3 separate regions of the Mus musculus genome follow, and all the other regions are linked to region 3. A link is a contact called in public promoter capture Hi-C data. All regions are on one chromosome and are shown on one strand. The core of a region is the stretch at or near the end of the contact, and the rest is flanking DNA. Distances in the headings are between cores, read along the strand shown.

Region 1 (4,453 bases), core at 530-3,029, 750 kb before region 3:
CTGAGGGAGATTTCCCCGGATATGAGGGATAAATAACAAGCCAGCCCAGGAACTAAAAAGGGCAGGAAGTCACATGCAGTGGTGTACCTTTGTGATCTAAGCTACCTAAAATGCTGAGACAGAAGCGTCACCAGGCGTCACTGGATCAGCTCAAGACCAGCACAGGCAATTTAGAGAGAACCTGTCTTAAAAAAACAAAAAACAAAAACAAAACCCCTAACAACCACCACACACTCATGCATGCAAAAATCCCGAACCAACCAAACAAAAGAACTAGGGAATTGGGTGTGGCACCAACACCTGTAATCCCAGCACCTGGGAGGTGGAGGCAGCAGGGTCAGTTCAAGGTCATTCTAGACAATAGGAGATCATAATAGCTCACTGGCAGTATAGAGGATTGAAAACACATGGCCAATCCTAGCACTTGGGAGGCAGAAGCAGGCTGATCTCTGTGAGTTCTAGGCGAGCCAGGGCTGTTACACAGAGTACCCCTCTGTCTCAAAAAACAAAACAAAAAAACCCATATGGCATGTGGACCTTCTTTTTCTACAGAAGGATTCTGCTGTGTAGCTCTGACTTGTCCACAGCAATCCTCTCACCTCAGCTTCCAAGTGCTGCAAATAAGGCATGTGTCAACATTTAATTCTTTTTTAAAAATCATTCTAAATATTTGCATGGCCTTTCTGTTCACAAATTCTTATAATTCTTACCAACTTTTTCTTTGGTCCTGGTATATACCAGGAAAAAAAAACTGCTCAAAATTTGCTGTGAAATATTGAGCAAGCCAATTGCCTTCTCTGAAACTTGATTCCTTTCACTTTATTTATTTTTTTCTTTTGGCTTTTTTCGAGACGGTTTCTCTGTATAGCCCTGGCTGTCCAGGAACTCACTCTGTGGACCTCGAACTCTAAAATCTGCCTGCCTCTGCCTCCCAAGTGCTGGGATTAGAGGCATGCGCCACCACTGGCCGGCAATTCCTTTCACTTTAAGGGGGCTAGCATGTGTGTAACCTCTCCTGCGCCTACACATATCCTGATTGGATGTAATGCTTTATGCAAATGTTTCCCATTTGGCTCCATTCACTGTCCCCATTTCGCCGATGAAAGACTCAGGTTCAAAGACACATGAAAGACTGAGGTAGAAAGCATAGGCTATCTGTCCATCATTACAACAGCTGGAAGCCGAGCTTTGGCTCCAGATCCTGATGGCATCCTATAGAGTCCCAAATTATGGATCAGGAAGGGAAGGCGGCCTCTGACCTCACCTGAACACCGGTGGGGGACGCGGAAGGCTGAGGTTCGTGTTCAAGCCCAGCGGAGCCGAAATCCACCTTCCACTGGTGGAAGCTGAATGCACTAGTCGCTGAGACCCGGCTTCACGCCTCCACGGCCGAGACCATTCGCGCACCGGCAGACGCGGCAGCCATTCCTCCCACTGGGCCCGCCTCCGACTGACTGACGTCCAGCCTCGCCAATCACCACGCCAGCTTCACAATGACTCAGACCAAAGGAGCTCGCTGTGGAACTTGGGAGTTACGGACCAATCCTGGACTGGCAGCTCCTGGACGGGGCTGTTGCCAGGGTTACAGAGGCTCGGCCAGAAATCACCAATGAGAGCTTGTGGAAGGATGTTCAAGCCCGGAACAGGCCGCCCGAGGGCGAAGCCTCCCTTCGGTCTAGGGGGCTGGAAAGGCGGCACCTTTTAAAGGCCAAAATAAAAATAAAAAAGAGCAGTGTTTTATACGGACAACATTTAGTTTGTCGGCTATCGAGCTGTCAAGCTCCGTAGATACAGAATGGTGGAAAAAGGTGCAAATGTAATCCTGCATTCTTTGCCTTGTGGAGAAACTGAGGCTTGTAATTCCGGTTATTCAGGGTCTGAGATAGGATCAAGAATTTGAAGCTAACTCAGGCAACCTAGTAGGACCAAGTCTTAAACAGCTGGGTGTGGTGTCACACGTATTTAATCCTAGCACTGGGGAAGCAGAAGCCAGCCTGGTCTACATCAAGTTCCAGGCTAGGCTTCTCTCGAAAATAAAATTAAAAAGTTTAAATTAGGAATTTGCCCACAGCGTCCCAGCAAGTGGCTTGCAGTAAAATCTAGGATTTAGGTCGGTCTTTCCTCCTGGTCCCTGACAGGACAGAATGAACAAGACAAGCTACCATCTGTGTTGTAGGATAGGTTGGTAGGAAGAGGGCAGAGTATGGGGGTGCATTACTAACCCTCTGAATGTCAAGTACCCCATTAGACAACATTCATGGTTCCTTTAAAATGACAACGTTTTGAGGCCGCTAGTCTGGGCTACATGAGGCCCCGTCTCAAAAAACACAAACGTGAAACAAAACAAAAACCGACTTTATTAGTGTGAATAAAAATACGTAACAGGTATTTTCTAAAGAGCAGCAACAGTTGACAATCAAGGGCTACCCTCCTCCCCCTCTGTCTCTGGACACAAAGCTCCTTTCCGGGCCCATTGTGTTTATCCTAACCTGGGCAAGGGTTCGTCTGTGTAGGCTGGGAAGAAAGGAGCATGCCCTTTCATATGGAATAACTTTGGCTTTGAACAATGAACAAGGTGTCTACAGAACGCCAAAGGTAGGGCTGAAATGAGGCAGGGTCAAAGGATTGTCACAGTGGAGTCCCTCTCCCCCGAGTTTTAAGATCTTCTTAGCCCTTACCTAGGAAGACACTGATAAAAATACTGACCTACAGTCTGACCCACCACTTTGAACTGTCCCAAGGTGGTTCTGAGATGGGTTCACTAGTACAAACACTTCAATCATGAACCATGGCTTCAGCAAGAGGGGGGCTGTCTGCTTCCTCTAGCTTTCCCCAGAGGAAAGGGAGGCAGCCCACGTCTCTGAAGTCAACTGGCTGCTGACTGGACTCAGGCAGCTGATAGGGGTCTGCCCAGATGTCCACAATCTTGCGCAGGGTGGAGCAGCGCTCCTCCAGCTCTGGCCCCTCGGTCTGCATCAGCAGGTTTGCCAGCTCCCTGCTTAGGTCCCGAATCATGTGGTTCTGACCTTGCTTTTCAGGCTGATCTGTGTTTGGGATGATTCCACGGTCTTGCAGCTCCCCATTGGGGTCAAGGAGGTGCTGGTATTTCTTCTGCCACCGGCAGCACACCATGGCTTCCCCTACTGGCTGCTGGCTGGTATGCAACAGAGCCAAAATGTGGCGGCATGGCAGATGGTAGCACTGTTGAAAGGAGCAGCTGCAGCTACAGCCATCTTTGCTCACCTGGTGTGAGTTCTCTAGCAGCTGAACAGCCACTGAGGAGCCGGCCTCGTCTACCAGGTGGGTGGAATTCTGTACCACCTCCCACTCATTATGACACAACTTGTAGGCTAGTTCAGAGCCACTCTGGTGCAAGATGTCTAGCATGCCAGCCTTGGAGGACTGATCCTGGGGCTGTGGCAACTGAGACTGTGCTGAGTCTGCCTTTGTCTCTTCTACCTCTTCCACAGGGAGCCTGGTGTCACCCCCACCACAAATTCTAAAAGGCTTCTTGGGCCTTGGAGGCGTGCTTGGGAGCCGAGTTCTCCTTAACTTGGGAGCATTTGTGGGCAAGCTCTTCAGACCTTTGGTATTAAAGAAGTCTATGTAATCCACAAAGTGAAGGATGCAGTCCAGCAGAGACCGCTGTTCCCGAAAGAGGCTTGACACCTTGCTGGTGACTATGTCTAGGCTGTCCATGTAGGTGTTACATGCATGCAGGCCCTTCCTCACATGTATGTACCACAGCAGTTCACAGGAGAACCAATGGGCCTGGAGGAAACTGAAGAGTTCCTCATCTAGTAGGACTTGGGACATCTCACAGAGATTTTTTAGGCTTGCATCAGAAGAGACAAACACAGCTTCCCGCAGAGCTTCTTTCATGAGCCTTTTAAAAGACGCATTTACTGAACTCTGGTGTAACTTCTTCTCCAAGAGACGAGTGGTGTGGTAGATAGAGAGGAGAGTGCGGGCAGAGGGGAAGATCTCCTGTAAGATCGCTCGGTGAGGGAATGAAGGGTCCACAAAGACCATCTTGACCTTGGGCCAATCAGAGTTGAATTCTGTAAAGATATTGAGCATCTTGGCCACAGAAGGCGCTGTCTCAGCCTTGAGCACAGCGAAGTGCACCACTCGACTCTCTCGCTCCTTGTTCTCCACCAAGAAAGCATACAGAATATGGCCCTGGCTGTTTTCCACCCGGTGCAGCAAGAGTGTCTCTGGGAATCGGGCGAACAGGTCACTCATCTTGCTGCTCTGGAAGCTGAGTCGGTCTAGGTCTTGGCTGGTGCCCACACTGAAGGAGGCCATTGAGCCCTCGTCCACGGTAAGAAAGTTCTTCATCACTTTTGCTATCTTGGCCATATCAGAAGGACTGATGCCCTCCTGTTCTGGATTTGAGGGCTTGTGTATCTTATCGAGGCAAAATGACGGCTCTACTGAGGGCTTCTCTGCT
Region 2 (4,798 bases), core at 807-3,306, 520 kb before region 3:
ATACCTCCCAGTCATCCTACCTGCCTTGCTCAAACAGAGAGATAGACTGAGAGTTTATCTTAACCCTGTCCTGCTTTAAGGACCAGTTGCTAGACAGTGACCTGCTGGATGGCTCTCAGAGCCTGTCTGGGAGAGCAGATGTCCAAGTTAGCAATGCAGTCAGATGCACTAGGAGCAATGCTGGGAGCCATCCACACAACAGGGCCTGGTCTGATGGAGAAGCATGAGTTGCCACCTACAGGTCAGTGTGTTCTGGTTCTTCCTAAGTCACTCATTCTGAGCAGATTTCTCCTAGAACGAAGGTATACGAAGGCTACGACCTTCTGTAAAAGAAAGAAGAAAAGGAAGGCAAGGACCGGCTGAGTGTGTCCTAACCAGTTTGTTCCATGAATTAAGTGTTAGAAGGAGTCCAAACCCAAGATACATCCTAGGCCCCAAAGACATGCATTTCATGTCAGCTGCTTGGAAAATGACATGCACGTGTACTGACATGCAACTCAGACAGGTCAAATAGAATGTGGTAAAATAACCTGGACATGTTAGCATCTTTTTTATCCCCTGAGAGAGTTTAAGGAAGAAGGCAGATTTAGCCTTCAGGGGTCATCAGGAAGTGTTTTAACCGTAGTCCTTCAGCCTGTCTCTACTGACATGGGCTACTTTTGTTTCCCTTCGGACTAGGGTTACAATTCTTTCCTTCAAGTCTACAATAAATTAGATCCTCATCACCAGCCAGTGGCCTGAGGTGGAGACTCACAGACTCGGTGCCCTGGAATCCTGTCTCGCACATTCACTGGCTGGGTGATACTTGTTAGAATCCTTTCTGCTCTGGGTCACATAATCCTGCTGCAAGATAAAATACCCCAGGGTCTTTCAGATTAGAAACACCAAGTTTTCGCCTGCTGGCTGTCTTTGAGAGAATACAGAAGTCCAAGAAGATCAGGTTGTCTAGTAGAAATTCTATTTCTAAGACCTGAGCTGTAGGTCCATGGGAGAGTGTCTCCCAGCCTATGCAGATCTGGGCTTAATCCCCAGCAAAATCATTTTAGCATTTTTGAGAAATAATCCTTAAGTGACATTGCAAATCTGCTGATATGGGATTTCCATGGGGGTTCTGCCTCTGATCCCGATGATGAGGCTGTGTGCTTAGCTATCACATAAAACAAGTTGAGAACAATGACCTGCACAATATGTTACCAGCACAGGGAAAGAAAGTAGAATCTGGCTGTTAATATTTTCCCTTTCGCAGAGAGCTTCTCTGCCTTCTAGCCCAGTGTTCAGCAGCTGGTACTGGAGATGCACAACTAGGAGGGGGCTGCTCACGTGTGCACCCTTCTTCTGACAGCACACTTAGTATCCAGCAGCTCTACAGTGTTGTCCTTGATTCAGCTGTAGTCTCTCAGACCCGTGTCTTTATTTCAGTGTCTTCTCAGGCAACACTCTGTCATGTGGTGGAGGCTCCCTGCGCTCTGCAACATTCAACAACACTGTGACAAATGCTATCTAAAGACTCTGTTATCCACCTGGTTTCTCCCCAGTCCTGTGCTCTCTTTGGCAACTCTTTACTCTTTGGCCTTCATTTAAAAAAAAAAGTGTCCCTGAGAGATGATAAATGGGAAAACGGTGGGAAGAAACTGTGGGAGAGGGAGAAGGGAACACAGAGACCTTGGACCTACCATGGGAATAAACATGAAGAGATATTAAGACAATAGAGAGTGTGCTTAACGGAGTGAGTGTTTTAAAAGTGGTAAATTAATGGTAAAGAGGGCATGCCACATTAACTTTGAGTTATCAAGATGAAGGCCCAAGAGGACAGCATTGACCCTCAGTGCAGCATGGATGGTGTAGAGTACACTTTGGGCACTACCCTGGTTGACCAGAATGCTAGCCCTATGCAGTCCAAGCAGAAAGGCTTTCTCCATAGATGTGGGCTGTGAATGTCATTAGCTCCACTTATGATCTCGAGAACTTGGTGTTCCCAGCAAGATAGTAGGTGACTGGCTTTTCTCCAGCTCTTACAGCCAAGGTACAGCCTACTGAGAGAATCGGATGGGCGAAGGCAGCAGACATTTCCATGTTCTAGAACTACCAGCCAGGCCAGCCCCTCGCCAGAATGAAGCTTTCTGGATTTGTGAGCATTCTTGTGCTATTTGGCCTGCTTGCAAGAGTCCAGGGACCTAGTCTAGCTGACTTGCTGTTTCCCAGTAAGTACTGTTTTTTTCTAGTGTTGTCTGGGAGAAAGGGAAGTTTACTGGAAGGAAGAGACAAAGAACAATTCCTCAGGTGTGGGTCACCTTTCTACAGCTCCTTCCTGGGTGTGGCTCAGGAGAGGAGAGAGATACTTATAAGGTCTCTTAGTGTTACAACGACCTCTGTGTTGATACAGGGACAGGGGTCTGGGGAAACACCTTCAAAGTCCCTTTAAAAAGGGGAGGTGAGGAAGGGTTATGGTTCCAACATTAATGGGAAGACCTTTCACCTCTTAAAGAAGTAGACAGACATATTTGTCTGGGGGCTCTGGGGTCAGAGTTGGTGGGTTGTACAGAGTTGGTAGCCTGGTGATCTTGAGCAAAATATTTAATTTCCACGTGTCCTCTCTGGAACTTGATTTCTTCATTTTAAACGAATTTTGGCCCTACAGCTTTGTGGTGAAGAAACAGGACAGAGTAAAGCTTCCCCCCACGGTGACCGCTCTGCAGGTATTAGCTAACATTTGCTTGTGTTCACTATCTCATTTAATCCTCACAAGAACTCTACGAGAGGAAGTCCTATCAACACTCCTGTTTTATTCTTTTAATTTAAAATTTTGGAATTTTAAACATTAAAATATAATTTTCCCCTTCCTTTTCTTCCTTCCAATTCCTTTTACATACCTGCTCCCACTCCGTCTGAAACTACGGCCTCTTTTTCTTTAATTGTTGCTGTTATCTGTGTGTGTGTGTGTGTGTGTGTGTGTGTGTGTGAGAGAGAGAGAGAGAGAGAGAGAGAGAGAGCCTAAATAAATACAGCCTGCTGTGTCTGTTTATTATTTTCTGTATGTATATGATTTCAGGGCTGACCATTTGGTATTGGATAAGCAATTAAATTAGGGGGGTCTTCCCTGGGAAAGACTATTTCTCCTGAACTTAGCACCCCTTAGTTGTATATAGCTCTTTGTCCGTAAACTTCCCTCTTTGAAACTAGAAGACACAGAATTTAAAGAATGTGCCCACCATCACAAGGCTACCAGCATTCAACCAACTAAAGATTTTTCTACGATAACACCTGTATTAACCCGTTGAAAATTGTATACAATGTATTTAGGATCCTGTTTCTCCTCCACAACACACACACTCCCGGCAGAGTTAGGATTCCAAAACCCAGCTGCAGGTGGGGGAGGAATCACTGTGCAATGTTGCCCTCTAGAGGAAAACAGCAACACGACATAACTGAATAGCTAGAACAAAGGAAACAGAGGCTGTAGTGGAAAGGGTCTACTCCCAAGGAGGCATTCCCAGGGTCTGGAGAGTGTCTGGATTGTTAGGAGATGGATGGAGTGCCCAGGATGTCTAGTACATGAGGCCAAGGTGGCTGTTAAAGGTTCCACAAAGCACAGGGCAGCTCCCATGGCCAACAGGTGATTGTCACCAGTGTTGAAAAGTTCTGCCCCAGCAGCTGGGGGGTAGCAGGGATGGAGGGAAGAAGGTATGGAGGAGTGTTGAAGAGGTTAGAGTGGGTAGTGATGGAAACGGGAGCAAAGAAAAGGCTTCCTTCACCGTGAGCAAATTTGAACATGAGCTTCCCTGCACTCTCAAATCCGAAGGCCCAGAGGCTGAAGGACTGTTTCTTTCCTAGGGAGATGCCCCAGATTCAGAGAGGAGTGTGAACACCAAGAGAGGGACCTTTGTACCAGGGACAGGGACTGCCCGAAGAAAGAGAAGTGCTGTGTCTTCAACTGTGGAAAGAAATGCTTAAACCCCCAACAAGGTAATAATACCAAGGGCTTTGGAATACCACAAGCCTTTTACCATGCCTCCTCTTCTGCCCACCTGGGCTGCCAGTGCCCCATGGGTCACTGGGGGTGGGGGTGGGTGCTGGGTAAGATTGCTGCCTTCGGGGTCCTGTGGGATAGATCCATTACAGATTCTGGTGAGGTTGTGGCAGTGATGTTCTTATCCCAGCAGCTAATTATGAGCCTCAGTTTCCCCCAAATAAATGTTGGGTGCATGGGTAGGATTGAGTCAGACTGTTTCTTGACTTTTTCACTGCCACGATTTTCTGAGTCCCACAAGTGGCCATTGTTGTGCTAACAAATGCTCCCATTATCGGTGACAAGCGAGGTGATTTATCCTCCCAGGCTTCTGGTGGCTCAGCAATTGCCTCTCTGCCCATATGAACTCGACTCTGTACTAGGAAACCTGCCCTAACATTCCAAACCAGAGCTGCAACCTCAACCCTATTCCTGCCCCCTCTGGATTCCCAAAAGGCCAAAAGACATTCTCCATTCGTTTAGAAAGATTTGCTGAGCGTTTCTGATACCCACTTCTTTTCTTAGTTCACTTTGCTCTAGCAAAATATATTAGACAGGTTAATTATAAAGAAAAAGGTTTATATAGACGAGGTTTTGAGTCTGGGACTAAATATGATGAGTAGACACCGGCATGGACCCCAGAGGATGATGATAGGTAGGTGGGAGGAAGAGGTCACATGATCAACAGAAGCCAAGAGGAGCTGGGGTCCTACAGTCCCTTTGGAGGACATGTTCCAGGTGATCTAGGAGTCTCCCAACAGAGCTCACCTCTTGAAGGTACTACAACCTTGT
Region 3 (4,748 bases), core at 1,583-4,082:
TTAATTCTCAATCAACTATCCCATGTCAGAACTCTCAAAGGCTCAATGCATTTATGCATATTTATCTCTCTAACAGAATTTTACAGATTACAATGACTATAAAAGATAACTGAAGCTGGGCGTGGTGGCGCATGCCTTTAATCCCAGCACTCGGGAGGCAGAGACAGGTGGATTTCTGAGTTCAAGGCCAGCCTGGTCTACAAAGTGAGCTCCAGGACAGCCAGGGCTACACAGAGAAACCCTGTCTTGAAAAACCAGAAAAACCAAAACACCAAACAAACAAAGATAACTGAAACATTTTAATAGCAAAGTTGTCAAGACCAGCACCTGCTGCCTGTAATATGAGAACTCAGGGGGCTGAGACAGGCAGCCAGATGCTGTAGAGTTGTAGAGCGTTTGAGGACAGCCTGAGACACTGTGCAAGACCCTGTCTTGAAATAAACAAAAAGGGTAACTAAATTAACTGTGCCTTCTTCATGTGACTATTAAGATTCTAACTCAGAGAACCTCAGAATATGAGATTGCATCTGGAGATCAGAAACTTTGAAAGCGGAAGAGATAAGGGCACAGCCAGAGGAGAATGAAGACCACACGAAGAGGTGGGAGGAAAGGTGGTCATTTGTAAGCCAAAGACATCTGATTCCAAACTTCCAGCCTCCAGAATGGCAACTACATAAAAAATTAATTTCTGTTGCTTAAACCATCCAGGTGTGGTGCTTGTTATAGCAATCTGAACCACTTAATTCTGATAGTAAAATGCAGCAGTCCACTAGTTACAACGAATAAGGCAGCACCAATCCTCCAAGGACTCGGCCCTGCCACACTCTTCTCTCGCGCTTTACTACAGTTCTTACAATCCAAATGGTGGTCTGGCAGTGGTGGCGCACGCCTTTGATCCCAGCACTTGGGAGGCAGAGACAGGTGGATTTCTGAGTTCGAAGCCAGCCTGGTCTATAGAGTGAGTTCCAGGACAGCCAGGGCTATACAGAGAAACCCTGTCTCTGGAGGAGAGAGAGAGAGAGAGAGAGAGAGAGAGAGAGAGAGAGAGAGAGAGAGAACAAAACTATTAGTTAAATGAAGGTTTTGGGGGAAAGGAATGGAAGAATAACTGGCCTAGTGGTTACTGATTCCGTACATACAGGAACAATCTGCTAAGATGCGTATATACAAAGAAAGACCCAATGTAACAGGTAACTTCCAGAGAGACATCAGAGTAAAAAAGCTAAGCGCAAGGATTTTAAGACTAGATCACCAGATGTTAACACCCCAACTGTGCCTCTAACTATGGAGCAGCTAACAAGTGGCCTGCCTCTCTGTGCCCTGGCTTTATCCTCTTTACACTAAGGATACAGGGATATCCTCCTTATATGATAGTTGCGAAGGCTAGCTGCGCCAGTAAGGTGTACCATGTTTACAAGTTCAAAACACCAGCAATTTCCTATGGCTGAACAGGCAAGCTGGAAAGCAATGAAACAGTGCCTGCCGCCCTGCAGCATTCTCTGGCTGTAATTAATAAGTACTCCTTTGAGTGCCTCAGCACACCACACTAAGTCAAACCTGAGCCCATCTCAACAAGCTGTTTGTTTGATTCCATGTTTGTGTACTTCCAACAGACCCTGCCTCCCCTAAGAGTGCTGCCCAGGCTTTCACACACACACACACACACACACACACACACACACACACACACACCACCTCTCCGGTGCCCGGCACTCCCTTACTCTGAACACTTCCTATTTTAGTGCTCATTCTGCTGCAGGAAGTCAAATGTCTTCTCTGTGAAACCCAAGTTTTTAGCTGTGTCTGAGAGAAGCACGACTCCCTCAGGCTCTAGGCTTTTTTTCTCCAGGTGAGACGGGGAGTGGTCCAGCACAACAGCAGTCAGTTCATCTTGACCCAAAACAACTCTAGATACTTCTAGAATCTAGAGCCAAGAGAGTATCGAAACAGAATTTGAACAGGACAAAGTCTGGCTGAGCCTACTGTGTCTAAACTCTATTTATTGGACCTCAGATTACCCACTCCCGGGTTGGTGTTTGTTTGTTTGTTTGTTTGTTCTTTATCAACGTCCCAACTTTGGGTGTTGGAAGGCTGAGGACGATTTGAAAAAAAGTAGGCAGTCACTCATGAACTCAGTAATAAAAGCCATTACCGCCATCACTACTAATACATCATCCTACATGGGGCGGACACCCTGAAGCCCCTTGGAAACTCTAGCCCCCCATAACCCTTTCTCCATTACTAGAACCGTGAAACGTTGGTACTGACACAGTAAGGCAGTTAGGAGCAATGACTTGGGACAGAACCACCAGGACCCAAAATCCCCGCTCCACCCCTTACTTAGCCATGGGACCTCCAATCAATGTTTCTAACGACTTCTGCCTCGAAAGCGAAGCAACAGGGTTAAGTCCTCGCTCACCCGGCCTCAGCATTCGCCCCTACATCCTCGGGTCCCTTCTTGGGGCGCCTTCCCCGGCCTCTGCTGGGGTCTCCCCTAACTTGTCCGCACGTTGCCCAGAGAGTGCTCTCTCTAAGCAAAACCACTTCTGCCCGGGCCAGCGGACGCTCCCTCCTCTCTCGGCAGGTGCTACTGCAGCCCGGTCACCAGCCTCGCGGGTCCCTCTCCTCCCGGCCCGAGCTCGCACGCCGGGGTCTACCCTCAGCAAGCTCGCGCCTTCTCTCCTCACCCAACTCTCTTGCCTCTCAGCCTACGGCCCCTCACCTGCGCGGTGGGTTCCTCAGCTGCACGGTCTCCATGGCGCTGCCGGCAGCCGCCCAGACTGCCTCAATGCTCCATCCTCCCGGAGCCCGCCCCGCGAACCCTCCCACACTTCCGCTTTCCGCCCCTACCGGAAGCGAGAGGAGGCTGGGCGGAGCGGCGGGAGTCACGTGGCACAGTGGCGGGCGGATACAGAAGTCAGAAAGCCGAAGAGGTGCCTCTCGGGCGGCCTCTAGTGGCCCGAGTGTCAGCGACACCCTCTCCTTGACTTGCCTTTGGACTGAATACTTTCAAGCCTGACTCCTTGAGGGTTCTCCAGTTTCTCAGATGGGGAGGCTGTTAGCAAAGCACGGGCTTGATAAGTGAGTTCTTAAAATATATATATATAAATATATATATATATTTATATATATGTATATATATATTTATATATGTGTGTATATATATATTTATATATGTGTGTATATATATATTTATATATGTGTATATATATATATTTATATATATTTATATATATTTATATATATTTATATATATTTATATATATATTTTATATATGTGTGTGTGTGTATATATATATTTATATATATTTATATATATATATTATATATATATATATATATAGAGAGAGAGAGAGAGAGAGAGAGAGAAAGAAAAAGAAGTGAGTTCATATTAGGGCCAAGGGGAAAAGCCCCAAGCCCTCTGTAAACTAGGGCGCAGTCAAGAAACCATCAAAATCTCTGCTCCAAGACTGGAGAGGTTTTATTGTAGATGAGACCAAACAGCATCTGGAAGACTCCTGAGCAGAGAGAAAAAAACAGACTGGCCAAGGCCAGGGCTATATCTTCCGGGCAGAAAAAATTAGCGAAGAGGGAGAAGAGCCGGTCGGGACCTTGCTGTAGCGTAACTGCTGCGGAGGGGAGTGTGCAAGTTGTAATCTGGAACAGCCTGGGAGCATAGTGGAGGAGGTAAGGAGGGCCAGGCTGCTTTGCTACTCATAACAGATATATGTTACTAGGGACCAAGGACCCTGCAGGTTAGCTTGGCTTAAGTCTCCTTTACCAAAGGCAAGGACGATAAAGGAGTGACTCCTTTTGGTAGACAGAAACCAACAGGTTACAGAGGACTACTCGGGTCTGTCCACCAGCAATCCTTTTGTTTACACTTTCAATATTCAACACAAGCCTTCCCTTTTGGGGGAGGAATTGGGGGTTCGCTTTGGACCTGGCACACCCCCAAAAACGGAAAGATCCACTAATTTAGTCCAAAATGACAGTCTAGACTCAGCTCAAGCCGATAGGGTTATTGACAAAAATAAAGCTCAAGGGCTGGAGGGGTGGCTCAGTGGTTAAGAGCACTGACTGCTCTTGAAGAGGTTCTGAGTTCCATTCCCAGCAACCACATGGTGGCTCACAACCTGTAATGGGATCTGATGTCCTCTTCTGGCGTGTGACTGAAGACAGCTGCAGTGTACTCACATACATAAAATCAATAAATCTTTTTAAAAAAATAAAACTCACAGATTTCTGAAGTTCCGTCGCTGAGCCCTCACCGTTCTGTTTTTAGGGGCGTAGTGGGTATATTTTTAGTTTAGGGTTGTTTGTAGGGATTTGTTTGAAGCAGCATCTGTATATTCCCTGACTGGCCTGGAACATGCTATGTAGACCAGGCTGGCCTCAAATTCAGAAACCAACCTGCCTCTACCTCCTAAGTGCCGGGATTAAAGCGTCCACCACCAAGCCCAGCTCCAGTGTTATCCATGTGTATTCACTGTATTCATCTGTATCCATCTGTATTCACCCACTAAATAAGTTTTATGGTCCACAAGATGCCAGGCGCTTTCCAGCTTTCTGGAATCCTGATCCCGACATCTCAGGTTTCAGCTGATTCTCTGCCTCAGAGGCTCTCTGTGGCCTGCTCAGGTTTAACAGCCTCCACAGGGGTATTTCCTATTGTTTGCCTTCCCCAATCTCCAGGTTCTCCCAGCATCCCTCAGTGCCTACCTGCCATGCCATGCCCCCACCCCTGA

What was found. Promoter capture Hi-C pulls out the DNA fragments that hold promoters and counts their contacts.
Region 1: a contact with region 3 is called in a promoter capture Hi-C map of neural stem cells. The contact joins the promoter of Zswim1 here to the promoter of Stk4 in region 3. A contact is called at or near these places in 4 of 39 promoter capture datasets (hippocampal neurons, liver, neural stem cells and 1 more) and 3 of 115 datasets of contacts at active chromatin or transcription factors (memory CD8 T cells, pro-B cells and regulatory T cell precursor).
Region 2: a promoter capture Hi-C map of second pharyngeal arch cranial neural crest shows a contact between it and region 3. The contact joins the promoter of Eppin here to the promoter of Stk4 in region 3. A contact is called at or near these places in 6 of 39 promoter capture datasets (the 3T3-L1 cell line, cranial neural crest, frontonasal cranial neural crest and 3 more), 1 of 115 datasets of contacts at active chromatin or transcription factors (astrocytes) and 1 of 9 other capture datasets (adipose tissue).

Annotation. Positions count from the first base shown.
Region 1 is chr2:164,820,012-164,824,464 of GRCm38.p6, reverse strand. It overlaps Zswim1 (zinc finger SWIM-type containing 1), which reads right to left and starts at 1,779. Exons shown (of 2, transcript NM_028028.2): 1 at 1,265-1,779. Zswim3 (zinc finger SWIM-type containing 3) reads right to left here. Exons shown (of 2, transcript NM_178375.2): 2 at 2,338-4,453. The coding sequence ends at 2,776. It also overlaps a transcript of Acot8 not described here.
Region 2 is chr2:164,590,829-164,595,626 of GRCm38.p6, reverse strand. Eppin (epididymal peptidase inhibitor) reads left to right here and starts at 2,056. Exons shown (of 4, transcript NM_029325.2): 1 at 2,056-2,201; 2 at 3,832-3,963. The coding sequence starts at 2,111.
Region 3 is chr2:164,072,222-164,076,969 of GRCm38.p6, reverse strand. It overlaps Stk4 (serine/threonine kinase 4), which reads right to left and starts at 2,832. Exons shown (of 11, transcript NM_021420.4): 1 at 2,723-2,832. The coding sequence starts at 2,757.